Regions from separate parts of the Mus musculus genome. Here regions 1 and 2 are each linked to region 3. The links are chromatin contacts, called in public promoter capture Hi-C maps. All regions are on one chromosome and are shown on one strand. The core of a region is the stretch at or near the end of the contact, and the rest is flanking DNA. Distances in the headings are between cores, read along the strand shown. Region 1 holds the start of Wdr78 (WD repeat domain 78). Region 2 holds the start of Plaa (phospholipase A2, activating protein). Region 3 holds the start of Usp1 (ubiquitin specific peptidase 1).

Region 1 (4,392 bases), core at 1,631-4,130, 4.2 Mb before region 3:
TGCTTGGCTCATTCTCCCCTGCCTGCAAAGCTAGAAGTGACTTCTCCATCCATTTCACCCATCACTCCAGTTCTTCAGTACTCTGCCTAAGTCCACGAGGCATTCTCTTTGTATTCAGATGTAATCAGCCAAAATTTATTCTTGGGCTCACAAAAAAGAAAAGAAAACAAACAAAAAACATGTATCTGAAAGCAGGACATGGCAGAGTAAATGCGTAGGAAAAATTCACCAATAACCTGATCAAAATCATTAGAATTTATTAATGTGACATCCACTAATATCCAATGTAGTTGAGTCTGTTAGAGTTCTATATTAAAATGAGTTAAACTAAAAAATAAAATTGTAGCTAATTCCAACTTTTATGCAAGGTTTTTGGTTTCTAAAAACAAAGAAAAAAAGGGAATACTAGATTAGGCCTAATTAAACCTAAGAAGCCTCCTTATTTTGAGGAAAATTAATATTAATTTTTACCACGTTAAGCTACTCACAACTATTCTCTCCAGTAGTGTATTTTTTTTTCATGGCAATTACTGAATTCTCAATGCAAACATAAAATGAGGGCTTGGGGTAGAACTCAGTGGTAAAATACTTGCCTAGCATATGAGGCCCTGGGTTCAAGCTCCAATACTATAAAAAAGTTATTAAACAACTTACAGTAGCTATAAGGGACATATGTATGACAGTGCATGTATGTGTATGCATGCACGATGCACACACATGCATGCACTCACAAATACACACACACACACTCTCCCGAGATATCTAGTTGCTAACAAATATACTTAGGATCACAATTAGACTTCAATTAGTACTTCAACCAACAAAAACTACCTTGACAACTTACATTTGCCTAAGATATACAACCTTTTATTCAGCACCAACACCTGATTCAAAAACTAGTAATATGTCTGTGACTTCTAGGCATATCTGTTTATGCAACTCAAAGAGTAGCTCTCAAAGTACATCAAGAAATACATGTAACATTTTCAAGTCCACGAGTCCTCTTTGAAAACTATTTTCTGAACTCCTTCCTAAAACTTTTCTTAGGAAATACAGCCTACACTGTATGTGTGAAGACAAAGTACCTAGAATGGTGTTCTTCTTCAATGACCTCTGAACTTATCTTGACTTTAGTGGGCAGGACTACAGGATGCAAAGCACAGCAGCACATTACATATGGAGGCTCCACAACCAACAGAAATTATCTTTTCCTTTGTTCTTTTATTAATGCCATCCTAAAACACGTAGAGAAATTTGACCCTTCAAAGGATAGTTTGGGTTCCTTTCATAATCTTTTTCATATAATTTCATCCAGTGGCCTTATTTTATCATCTTATCAATATTTGCAAACTAGTTATAAATCTTAACGTTGCTGATGTCACTTTTATATCACCCAAAGTCTTGGAAGGGTTGGCCATTAGCACGCCTACAACACCAGCACAGACAATAATCATGTTTTTATTACATGAGGGAGCTTGCCTTTGCCCTCCCTTCATCTCCAGTCGTGCCCTTGCCTACCAGCATCACATCCGTCTTGTCTGCATTGAACCTCAACCAGTTGGTTCTTAACCACGTCCGAAACTCAGCCAGGCACTGGGAGAATCGAGCCACCACACCATCTGGATTAAAGGAAAGAAAGCCTCAGTAGCAAAGAGACAGAGACAGTTACCTCAAGCTCACTCAGTCTCACATTTTCAAAAGATGTCCCAGAACCAGGTCAACCGCCCCGTGGGAATTTCAGCAAAATGAAACAAAGATTGAGTCCTGCAATTTATAAGCAATGCTAAAGATTACAAAGAACCCAATAATTACATTTCTGTATTTCACCCATGATTTGAGAAAAGTCTAGTCAATTCCGGGTCATCTCCGTTAAGCGGTCTTAGAAACCTAGCTGGTCTTAAAATTGCCTAAGGTCTTCTGCAAAATTACAAAAATTGAGGTTTAATAGAAAAACTGAAGCCCTCCCCGGGAGTGGGGGAAGAGACTTGCCCAAGGTCACACAACATGCAAGGACCAGAGATGGGAACCAGGCCAGCAAGCATCTACATTACAAGCTAAAAGAATAAGGCCACTCGCGGGGGAGATAGGCACTGGGAGCGGCTGGTTCCCTGCAATGCTGTCTCTGAGTCTCTCGCCCCTCTAGCTCCCTCCGACAACGGCAGGTTGACCCAGGTTGCGCCTATCACCTCAAGGGATGCTCTGCTAAGAGAGCCAACCTCAACTGGCTGGACAGCTAGAGAAATCAGGGGCACAGAGGTGGAGCCACGGGGGAGTGGCCAGGAAGCCACACCCCTGCCGCGGAGCGAGGGCCGACCGAAAAGGGCGGGAGCTGGCCTGCCCGCCCCGCAAACTCACTCCGCAGCGTAATCCCGGCGCGCCGCGGAAGCGGCGAAGATTGGGCGCCGCCGCCGCCACCGCGAAGGCCGAAAGACCGGGGAGGGGCGGGGCGGAAACTACGCATGCGCGCCAGACGGCAGCGCCTCCAAGCCGCCAGCCCTCCCGGTACACTCGGGCAGCCCCGCCCCGGAAGTTAGGAGTCTTCCGGGCGGCGCTCTCCCGTGGGGGGAGGGGAAGTGGGGAAAAGGAGACTGCGAGCGCCCCTGGGGCCCCGGTTCCCGATCGAAGGATGGGTAAGATGGTCTGTGGAGGCTGCACTTACAGCCGCCGCTGCTGCCGCCGCCTCCGCTGCTGCCGCCGCCGCCTGGAGACGCCCCATCCATCCGCCTGCAGCCGGGAGACTCGCAGCCTGGGAGGGGCCTAGGGCCTGGGCCGCCCGCCTCCTCCGAATCGTCGCCCGAGCTTCCTCCAGCTCCACCAACCCTCTACCCTCCCCTCCGCCTCCGCCCTCCTCCTCCACCTCGAGCGGCCAGCCAACCGCGCGGCCGCTTCTTGAGCCAGGCTCCGCGGTCGCCATGGCGCCCGGCAAACATTCCTGAGCTGCTGAGCGGGCAGTTGGGAGTCCGGGCATCGCCGAACCTGCTGGGGAAGGGGGCGCCGAGCCCTGGTCTAAAAAGTCACCACCATGCATAGCTCTCCGACGAGCACCCGCAAGCAGGCCAGCTTCGCCGCGTAAGTTCCGCACTAGATCCGTGTGGCCCGTTCCTCTAGATCCCGGAGAGACAGCCAGCCCTTCGGTTTGGAAAGGGGTTCCCAACGCATTCGATCCCGCGGAGCCCCCCAGGCAGCGCCGGATCCTCTGGCTTGATTCGGTCTGTGTAAAAACTCCCGCTGCCGTGCTAGACCGGAGTTTGTCGAGGACCACCCTGCCTATTTCTTCCAAGCGCTTTTTCTTGTATTCTTTCATTAGGTCTCTCAACTTCCAAGCTGTCTCGTGTTCTGGCTCCTTGGTCTCTGAGCAACCAAAGCTAATTTTAATATGTACGCCAGCAGAGGATTTTTTTTTTTCATCTCTTTCTGCCAGCTTACCTTAAGACTCTTAACTGCTTAGTTCATGCCGCTAAGCTAGGAGAAAGGCCCAAAGATAATGTGGACTCGTGTGGCGTTGAACTTGGAAGTGGTTTGAATTTTCATTAAAATATTCCCCCTTTCATGCTCGAACATTTCAGTGGTTTTGCGGTCTTCCCAGAGCAGCCACATCTTTTCTTCCAACATCCTCTCAGCTAATTCGCCCTTTGAACTTACTGAAAGTTCTGAGGAGAGAGCCTTGCATTTGCCCTTGAGTTAAGTGCTCAGCCTTACATCGCTTCTCCGAAAAAGCGCTTTCCAATAGCTTACAACAGTCGGTTGGCACTTTAGTTGTTAACTAGCCAGTCACCAGCTTTGATCTAAATGACCACTTACTTTACTGAGTTTTGAAATGCTTCAGTTAGCTAATAGGACATTTTTCAATCTTCACTAGGCTCGTGGCTAGTTTCTGCTGTTATGTATCAATGTCTGTTTGTGTTTATAGATCAGGGTCTTTCGCCCTGTGTAGCCCTGGCTGATATGGAACTGGTTTGAAAGTGCTGGGATTAAATAAAGGCTTGGGCCACCTGGCCTGGCCTTCTTTTTCAAAATAGTTTACTAATCTGTCTCCTTCCTAAATATGTGTTGTGGAGGCAGGTGGTTCACTTCGTTGTTGCCTTGTGCCTTTCAAAGTTAAGTATATGCATGATTCACAAGTTTTCTTATCTCTTCAAGATCTCTCTCAAGAAAACAAAACTGAAGCAATTACACCCAGTGTGCTCGAAATTCATCCTCAGCGCTGTAATTTACTGCCCCTTTGTTTCCAGTCCGCAGCCATCCCAGTTCATTAAACTGCAACCCTTGCACTTCCTCGGTATGGGTCCTGCATCTTTACTGCCAAGCATTGAGGGCCACTTCACTTCGTCAAGTAGCTGTGCTCTCCAGACCTAACAGTCATTTCTGCATTGGAATAGCTGGCTGAATCGT
Region 2 (4,407 bases), core at 1,368-3,867, 4.3 Mb after region 3:
CCCAATGCAGGAAGAGACTTTCAGCAAAGTTACCTTTCAACCTGACCAGAGCAGCCAAGAGGAACGGAAAGCCTGAATCTTTCTACTGAAAAATCTCATTAACCAGAGAAGACTAAACTCACACTGCAGGACAAAAGCTCAGAGTCTGTCAGCAACTGGACATATTTTTGTCACAAACGGCTGTCCCTTAGAGAATAACCCACAAACTGAGGTTTGTTCTTTGAGTCAGCCAAAGTTTGTCCCAGCATTGTATGCTTTTCAAACTTACTTTTTACAAAAACTGCTTACAGCCACTTAATATTTTCCGTAACTCCAAATTTCTTTTCCCTTTAGACATGAAGAGGGTTGGAAATACAGCGTAGTAGTGTATGCTTACCATGTTCATGTGAACCCTTGGTTCTACTTCTAGAATGATAAAAGCTCAACACACCTACAGACATGAGGTATATCAGCATCTATCATGTGTGACCAACATATGCCCATGGGCCACTGGATAGCTGACAATGTGTCCCAATCAACTGCTCTCATAGCCAAGGCCAATGTGAGACTGTTTAATAAAACTTACCTGGGTTGTTGAGATGTCTGAGTGGGTAAAGCTGCTTGCCACCCCACCAAGCCTGAGGACATGAGTTATAACCTCAGGAATGATGTAGTAGAAAAAGAGAACCTCTTTTTGTAAGTTTGTCCTTTGGCCTCTCTGTATGTATATCCTGGTGCATGCACAAACACACACACTCACGTACAAATATACACACAAAGAGACTAAACATAATAAAAACTAAAAGGAAAACAAAAACAAAGCAACAGCAACTATAAAAACATTGAAAAAAGAGTGAAATGTCCTAAGAAAATTTAATCTTGCAGAAATGATTGCTATACAAATATGTCACGACACCATGAACACTAAAGAGGCAATAATAAAACTGTATTAGTCTAAAGAGGAACTAGGAGGGTCCAGAAGATATACAGTATTGAACTGTGACAGATGGAGAAAAGATTACAGACTAATTGTGTGTGTATGTGTGTGTGCTTGTTGAGGGGTATGTGTATATGTGTGTGGTGTGTGTGATGTATGTAAATGGGTGTGTGGTATGTTAATTCGGGTGAGACATTTGTGGTGTATGGTCTGTTTGTGTGTGGGGGTGGGTGGGTGGTGTGTTTTCTTAAGATAGGAATTCTTCCTGTAGCCAGAATGACCTAGACCTCATTAGATAGGCTATGCTTCATTCTCATGATCCTCCTGCATCAGCCTCTCATAGCACTAGTTTTTGTTTGTTTTAGGAATCTAGAAACAACAACTTCAAACATGGTATGTTCAGAGAAAGATGGCAAATTCAATATGGCTGAGGCAGACACACACCTAAGGGAAAAGACCTTAGCAAAATAAATTAGGGAAATGGGGAAGGCCTTATACAACAGTGTATTCTCAAGAACGAAAAGCTGTTGGGGCTGGAGAGATTACTCAGTGGTTAAGAGCACTGGCTGCTCTTCCAGAGGTCCTGAATTCAATTTCCAGAAACCACATGGTGGTTCACAACCATCTGGAATGGGCACCCGATGCCACTTTCTGGTGTGTCTGAAGGCAGCGACAGTATACCTACATTCATGAAATAAATCGACATAAAAAAATAAATAACGAAAAGCTATTGGGGTTACCGAACAAAGTGGAATAATACATTTCAGAGCTAAAGTCAAGAGAAACACACACACACACAGAGGAATAGTGATTTCAAGCCTAGAATGAAAGTTTTAAGAAGAGTGAAGAAAAACACACAAATTGGATTTGGCAACTTAACAAAGGTTTGTGGTGTGATGGATGCCGTGCTACAATACGGAAAGCTAACTTTACTACAATGTAGACTGACAATCTCAATGCAATGTAGTGAGACTCCTACCTACACCATCGGGGTTTGGCTAAAAATATATATTCTCACCTGTAATTTCAGAGTTCAGAGACTGGAGCAAGGAACCACGAGTTTTAGGCTAGCCCGAGCTACCGTAAGACCTTTTAAATAATTAAAGGCATTTTCTGCTTCACCTTAGACCTTCTGCGCCAAACCTCGGGCAAACAGTGGTCACGTTAGGGGAGAATGGGCACCCGATCATTCTGCAAAATCTGGTATTATAGGGGGTAGCTTGAGGTGAAGGCAAGTTCATTAAAAGTTCCCACTTTGGCTTCAGATTCAGTCATCTTAAATGAAAAAAAAAACAATTAACTGATGAAAATCTTGGGAGACTCTCCAGAATCAAGCAGAAAATGGGCAAACAAATCGTGGCGTAAGGCAAACAAGCAATTTTGCTCTACTACTCAGAGTAGTCAAACGAGCACCTAGATTTAAAACATCCGGATTCAGCGCGCCGGCGAGTCACTCGGGACGCTCGGCATTGTGGGATTTGTAGTTCCGATTTACCCTCCTCCAACTACTACAGATTTTCGGTTGTTCTCTGAAATGGACCGGGTTCCGACCGGACCCAGACCTCCGGCGCCTACGCAGAATTTCCTGATCTCACCGTCCCTTCTTCGGCCGGCGATCCAGGGCGCAGAAGGATAGAGGGCCCGGTCCGTGATGCTCAGCAGCCCGACGCACACACTCTGCGTCACCGCGGGCCGCGGCGGATGATGAATTCCGGCGTGTGTGTTAGGGTTGCTGTGTCACTCAGGCGGCTCGGCGCGCCCCTTCCCCCGCGGTCCTTCCGCACCGGCTGACTGGCTCTTCCGGTCTCCGGCGCCCCTCTCCTGCAGGCGGGTCTCGGGCCGCAGCCTGGCGCACGCCGGCTCGGGCCTGTGGACGAGTCTCGCGCTGTGCCCGGGGGCCGGGCTCCGGATCCACGCTGGCCATGGCGAGCGGCGCCTCCAGATACCGGCTGAGCTGCTCGCTCCCGGGCCACGAACTGGACGTGAGGGGCCTGGTGTGCTGCCTCTACCCGCCGGGAGCCTTTGTGTCTGTGTCCCGGGATCGGACCACCCGCCTCTGGGCTCCAGACAGGTGAGCGCTGCTAGTCCCGCCGCCCGCGGGTGGACCACAGGCTTGCAGACACGTGGGAGGAGTGACCCTCCTTCCCTGCCCTGAATCTCTCCCTCTTCCTGGTGTCCGCGCTGCTCCTGCCTCCCTGCCGAGTCCCGAGCTTTGGCTTTTCGGGCGCTGTCTGTGAAACCGACAAGATTTCGGGGGAATGAGTATGGATAGGATTGGAGGACCTGGCTGGCTGTCCTAACTTGACCACTAACGGGCGACTTGACCTTGGACGAGCATCTTAAAACACCTTAAGGGCCTTCAGCTTTGGCAGATAACCCCTTAGGTTTCTTTTAGTCTTTAGTATTTATTGCTGCTTGCGCCCTCCCAGTTTCGGCTCGATGAAAACTTCTGGCTTGCCCCTCGGGCTCCGATCTTAGGAGTTGCTCTGTAGTCATCCCTCAGATTTAAATTTTTGAAGACTATAATTCTCAGTAATTGCTTTACAGAGAATTACACATGGTGTCCTCTCTTGGTTGTCCAAGTTATAGTCTGTTTGGGGAGGAGAGGATGAACCTCCTCAAATGTTATCGTTGTGTAGGAATGTTCTGTTTTTTCGAGGAGGAAAAATTATCATTGCTTTGAAGTTCTGCCTTCAATTCCCCCCCACCCACCCACCCACCCACCCACACACACTCCACCACCACCAAAAATAAATAAATAAATAAAATAACCAAAAAGTTAAAATCCAGCCCAAATCAATATCAGAGGTTGCGTTTAAAGCCCTGATTAGTCGAAAATTTTATGACAGCAAACAGGCTAGTGATTTTGGGAAGGTAAATTGAATTTAGATGATGAGATACATATATATGTATTTCCTGGGGAGAAAGACATCACTGACAGGAGGACAGGTGCTCTCTGTTTACAGAACTTTATTATATTCTCTCGTGAGAATATAGAGTTAGACCGGAAAGATATTAGTAGGAACCTTTTTTTTTTCTTGGAGGTGTTTCTCCTGTGTGTGTGTTGAAGCGGATATCTCTTATTAGATTGAGTAAGCTGATCTTGAAGGGTGGACTGGGGGAACTTTAAAGTGGAAAAACTGTAGTTGGAGAGCTACGTTCCAGAGAGGCAGAAGACATAGTATGCCGTGAGTGCAGGTCCTGAAGGCTAGCAGAAGCCAGGTTGTAGTGTTTATATGGAAAAACACTTGAATTGGGGACTGGAGAGTTGTCTCAGCCGTTAAGAGCACTGACTGCTCTTCCAAAGGTCCTGAGTTCAAATCCCAGCAAACCACAAGGTGGCTCACAACCATCCGTAATGAGATCTGATGCCCTCTTCTGGGCTGTCTGAGGATAGCTACAGGGTACTTACATATAATAAATAAATAAATCTTAAAAAAAAAGAATAAAGAAAAGTCTAAAGGCAAAGCATGGAAGTAGATTTGTTTGAT
Region 3 (4,643 bases), core at 94-2,593:
CACACAAATTGATTCAAACTCTACCCCTAAACATTTCACCCCAGTTCACTGTACACTGCAGGGAAACCATTTCTGGGAACCAACTCAGGAAAAACTGGACAACTGGCAAAATTTCCCATCTTATCTGCAACTTAAATTTTTGTCTCTTGGCCCCTTAAATGTTCTTGATGAAATGACCTGTTAGGAATGATAAACCAGCCTTCGCAAAACTGTCAGACTTCCCCCAAGCACTAATGACTCCGGAAAGGTGTCTTCCTGGGAGCCAGTGAGAGAAAAGTCATCAGCCAGCTCAAACAGCGGCCGTCATCTCGGCCAGCCACCCAATCTGGGACCCTCTAAACAGCCAGCCAGCACTGATGGTCACCAAGAGCGCGACACTTTCCCGGGTGCCCAATCTTATGTTCTCCACGTCCCTTCTCAGAGCTTTCAGTCAAAAAAGCCTCTCCAGAACTATAACCCAAGCTTCGCACAATGAACTTAGCCCTAAGTCTTCTTGACCAAATGACACCGTGAATCCTCAGTCCCACTACTTTTCAAATCTGTGTACAATGATAGGATTCAACTCTTCTTTCAAGAAAAACGTGAAACAATAAAAACAAACTCTTGGGCGCAGGGTTAAGACACGTGGCGCCGTACACACTTCTGGAGAAACTGTAAGTCAAGAAAATGCGCGGTAAAATTTCGCAAGCCCCGACCCAGGACACTGCGATCACAAACATCTCTTCTCCCGGCCAGCCTCTCCCATTACGAAAGGCGTGGGCAGAGGGGCACTTGGGTCCTGGGTGTGCCACCCCGGGGGTCGCCGCGCCCGCCGGCAGTCCCTCGCAGCGCAGCCCGAGCCTAAGGGGCCCTCCCCACCGTCAGCACCTGCCGCGCAGCCCCGGGCCCTGAACCCCGGGCGCTCCTTACCCGGTCATGGCCCTTCGCGAGTCCGCGGCGCCGCCGCCGGGGAGACCAGCCGGGCAGAGTGCGGGCGCGACAGGTGAGCCCGGCCGCCGTCCCGGGAGAGGGATCGCTGGTGGGCGCCTCCCGCGGGGGAGTGACCATTCGTCCGCGGAGCGGGAGCCGGGCCGCCGCTCGGTCCTGCCCGCCGCGGCACCACTACATCCCCGGCGCAGCCCGGCCGGGAAGGCTACGGGCGCACAGCGGTGGCGGCGCTCCCGAGCCGCAGGGTCCCCGCACGGCCGCCGAGGGGGAACTTGGCGCGTTTTCCTCAGTCTCAGGACCCCCGCGAGTGAACCCCCGCCCGCGCCAGCGTCGCGGCTGGAGGTGGCGTCCACGGAAAGTGCCGGTTCTCCTCTCCACGTTGCAGAGGCGCGAAAGGCGCGAGCCGCCGCGCGACCGCCCCTCGCCCCCGGCACGCTCGGCTCCGGAACCAGCTGGAACGGTAGTTCCTCCCGGGGCCTAACGGGTTCTGCAGTTTAAACAGCGCAGGCAGCGGCACGGGCAGCTCGCGCGGGTCCTCGCAGAGGCGCGCGCTGCGCAGGAGGCCGGGCTGGCGCGCAGGAGGCTCACTCGCTCGCTCACGCCCTCTTTTTTTTTTTTTTTTTTTTTTTTTTTAATTCTTTTTAAACATTAGCACTCGCGAGTTGAAGGGGAGGGAGCTTACGGGTCGGGAGATGGGACAGGGAGTGACTGGGACAAGCCCCTTCCTCAGGTGCTCAAATGCGCCAATCCAGGCTGAACAATTTCCAAAACCTCATTCCTCCGCCCCACCAGGAAGAGCCAATCAAAAAGTACCTATACGAATAAAACAATTAGCCGGCAGAGAAGACAGTCTGACCAATAAAAAAAGTACAAGGAACGAGGCCCAGCCAATCCCGGGAGAGCATACGGCGCCCTGGAGCGGCTCTTTGCAAGCTCATTGGCGCTCCAGTGCGCGCTTTCTCTGCCGAGGTTAGGGTTCCGCTTTCCGTTTTGTTAGCATGGGGAGGTGGCGAGCCCGGAGGGTGTGGCTTCTGGGCCGAGGCCCCGGTGCAGGCCCGCCTCTTTCTTTCTTTTTTTTTTTTTTTCTTCCCCCTCCTGGCGTGCCCTCTCCGGAAGGGTTACCAAAGACGCTCGGAAAATGGCTGATGCGCTTTGCTAGCTGCTCGGCGCCCGCTGGGCGTCCAGTTTACCGAGGAAGCCGCGGTCCACCCTATCTCAAGTTGTGCGTTAAGAATGAGCACTGCCTTAGCTAGACAGTGCACAGCCGAACGCCTTGGAGCCTCGGGTCCTTCTCCCCTCTCGCAGGCTGCACAAGGGTTTTAGTTCTCAGGCTGGTCTCGCGGCTGGAGCTTCAACGGGTTCTGGCGCGAGCCGGTACCGAATGACCCACAGGCAGCCGCACAGCCTCACCCGGTTTGGGCTTGGTTCTGTATGCTCTGTCTTTTGTGAGATGATCTCACAGTGCGGTACTACAGCTGATGAGAACTCAGTACAAATCCGTTCAAGTGGGGTTTTTTTGTTGTTTTTTAAATGTCCACTGTGTGCGTTGCCCTGTTTAATGCCCATCGTGAGTTGGTCTGTTGAATGGCCACGGTGTGTGTTGCTCGGTTTAGTACCCACTGTGTGCGTTGCCCTGTTTAGTGCCCTCCGTGTGTGTTGCCCTGTTTAATGCCCTGTTGAACTATTTTCAGCATGGTAGGGATAACAAGCGAAGGGAATGTACTCCATGATCTACAGTCTACTGAAGACCGAAATTAAACTGGTGATTTGAAATAGTGTAAATGGTAGATTTTTTTTAAAAAGGTAACCGTTTGGTCGTTTCGATGGGATAATGAAGACTGACGTTTCAGCAGACAGTTCCAGGAAGTGTACTTTGAATGGCATGGAGGGGAGGTCCATTTGTGGGAGAAGATGAGCTGCACATCACACGTGTCCATAGCACCGGGAGCTTTAGAAGCTTGGTGTTGGAAATGAGGACAGGATGCTTGGATAATAGGGAGTCTAAGTACGACGGTAGGAACTGTAGTGAAATGGGCGTATGTGGGAACAAGCAGGATGCACAACTTTCCAGGGTCAGCTGGCAGCCTGAGGAGTTCCTGTCAACTTTTAGGGACCTTCGCCCGGTCCAAACTGGGATTCGTGGCTTAATTCCAGAAACTCATTTTCAGACTTGCCAGTTTGTGAAGCAGATTTGGAGTTTAAAGATACTTTACTGTAGGGGCAGGGAAAGATAAACTACGAAAACATGGCTGTAGTGGAAGGATCCCAGAGAGACCAGTCCAAGAATGGGCACAAACTCAAGGGACAATCGAAACTTAAAAATAATAATAATTATAATAATAAAAGTCATTTATAGGATTTCAAAGTTTCTATTTCTAAAGGATTTCTAAGAAACCTAAAATGAGATCATTGGATGGTTTCTAGAAGGCTCCTGACAGGGTTGGGGTGGGTAAAGTAACTATCCAGCCCTCAGAGATACGAAGAGTTAGGAAAACAGAACTAAAAGTTCATTTAAGATTCTTAGGCGATGTCTAAAGAAAGGAATGAGGCTCTACTCAGCTCTGTCTCCACACTCCAGCCTTAAACCTGGGTTACTGTTACTTTAGCATTAAATATCTTTGTACCAATATCACTGTGTAGGCAGCCTTACCGCAAATGAGTTGGAATTCTCAGCCATCAGAGGCTGACCAAGGGGCTCTCTTCCCTGTCTAAGTTCCTTCTCATAATTCCCCCTTCTGTCCTGTTAAAGCTCTTATTAAATTCGCTGAGTAGCATTGAATAGTACATTGGAACTAGTAGGTAGCAGTGCTTATACCATAACTTGTGGTGGGGGAAAAAAAAAAAGCTAGACCTCAGAGCACAAGCAAGAAGAACCACGAAGAGGATGATTCAGAGTCAAGGACTGAATGGTGACTTGAAATACAGTGACAGTGGAAATGCTAAGCTGGTAGGAGTCGCACCAGGTACAGTGGTGCACACCTGGAATCCCTCACCAAGGAGGCTGGGGCAGAAGAACTGCCAGAAATTCAGTGGGTTGGCATGCTTTCATATATTGAGATATAGGTGTTGTGGTGTGTTCCTATTATGCAAGCACTTGAAAGGCTTAGTCAAGAGACTCGTGAGTCACAGCCCATCTTGATTACATAGAGAGACCCTGTCTCAGGAGGAAGAGGAAGAGGAGGAGGACGACAGCCACCAGGGTTCAGTGGGTAAAAGTTGCTTTCTGTGAAGCCAAACAACCCTGAAACCCACAGTAGAAGGATAAATCCATCTTCCAAAAGTTGTCCTCAGACGACACAAGTGCTGTGGGCTGTGCCTGTGCTCACATTTATACAATAATTTTTTTCTTTTTTTTCTTTTTTTTTTTTTTTCCGAGACAGGGTTTCTCTGTGTAGCCCTGGCTGTCCTGGAACTCACTTTGTAGACCAGGCTGGCCTTGAACTCAGAAATCCGCTTGCCTCTGCCTCCCAAGTGCTAGGATTAAAGGCGTGCGCCACTACCGCCCGACCCCATACAATAATTTTTAAACAGACAAAAGTTGCCTGGCATTTCATATTACCTAAGGAGACCAAACACAGCCAGTAAATACACAGGAAATAAAGCTAGAGTTAATAATTTAAGTCAGTCTTAGGTTGTTGTCCTGTGTAATACATTACAGTGCCATATTTTTGAACTAACAGAATAAGAGATACTGTCAAACTCTGCCTGGTTAACCA

Evidence for each region. Promoter capture Hi-C pulls out the DNA fragments that hold promoters and counts their contacts.
Region 1: a contact with region 3 is called in a promoter capture Hi-C map of pre-B cells. The contact joins the promoter of Wdr78 here to the promoter of Usp1 in region 3. A contact is called at or near these places in 1 of 39 promoter capture datasets (pre-B cells) and 1 of 484 Hi-C or Micro-C datasets (CD4 T cells).
Region 2: a contact with region 3 is called in a promoter capture Hi-C map of pre-B cells. The contact joins the promoter of Plaa here to the promoter of Usp1 in region 3.

The regions. Positions count from the first base shown.
Region 1 is chr4:103,112,787-103,117,178 of GRCm38.p6, reverse strand. It overlaps Wdr78 (WD repeat domain 78), which reads left to right and starts at 2,880. Exons shown (of 17, transcript NM_146254.4): 1 at 2,880-3,069. The coding sequence starts at 3,023. It also overlaps a transcript of Mier1 not described here.
Region 2 is chr4:94,601,457-94,605,863 of GRCm38.p6, reverse strand. Plaa (phospholipase A2, activating protein) reads left to right here and starts at 2,617. Exons shown (of 14, transcript NM_172695.2): 1 at 2,617-2,987. The coding sequence starts at 2,839. It also overlaps a transcript of Ift74 not described here.
Region 3 is chr4:98,920,510-98,925,152 of GRCm38.p6, reverse strand. Usp1 (ubiquitin specific peptidase 1) reads right to left here and starts at 1,343. Exons shown (of 9, transcript NM_001301414.1): 1 at 910-1,343.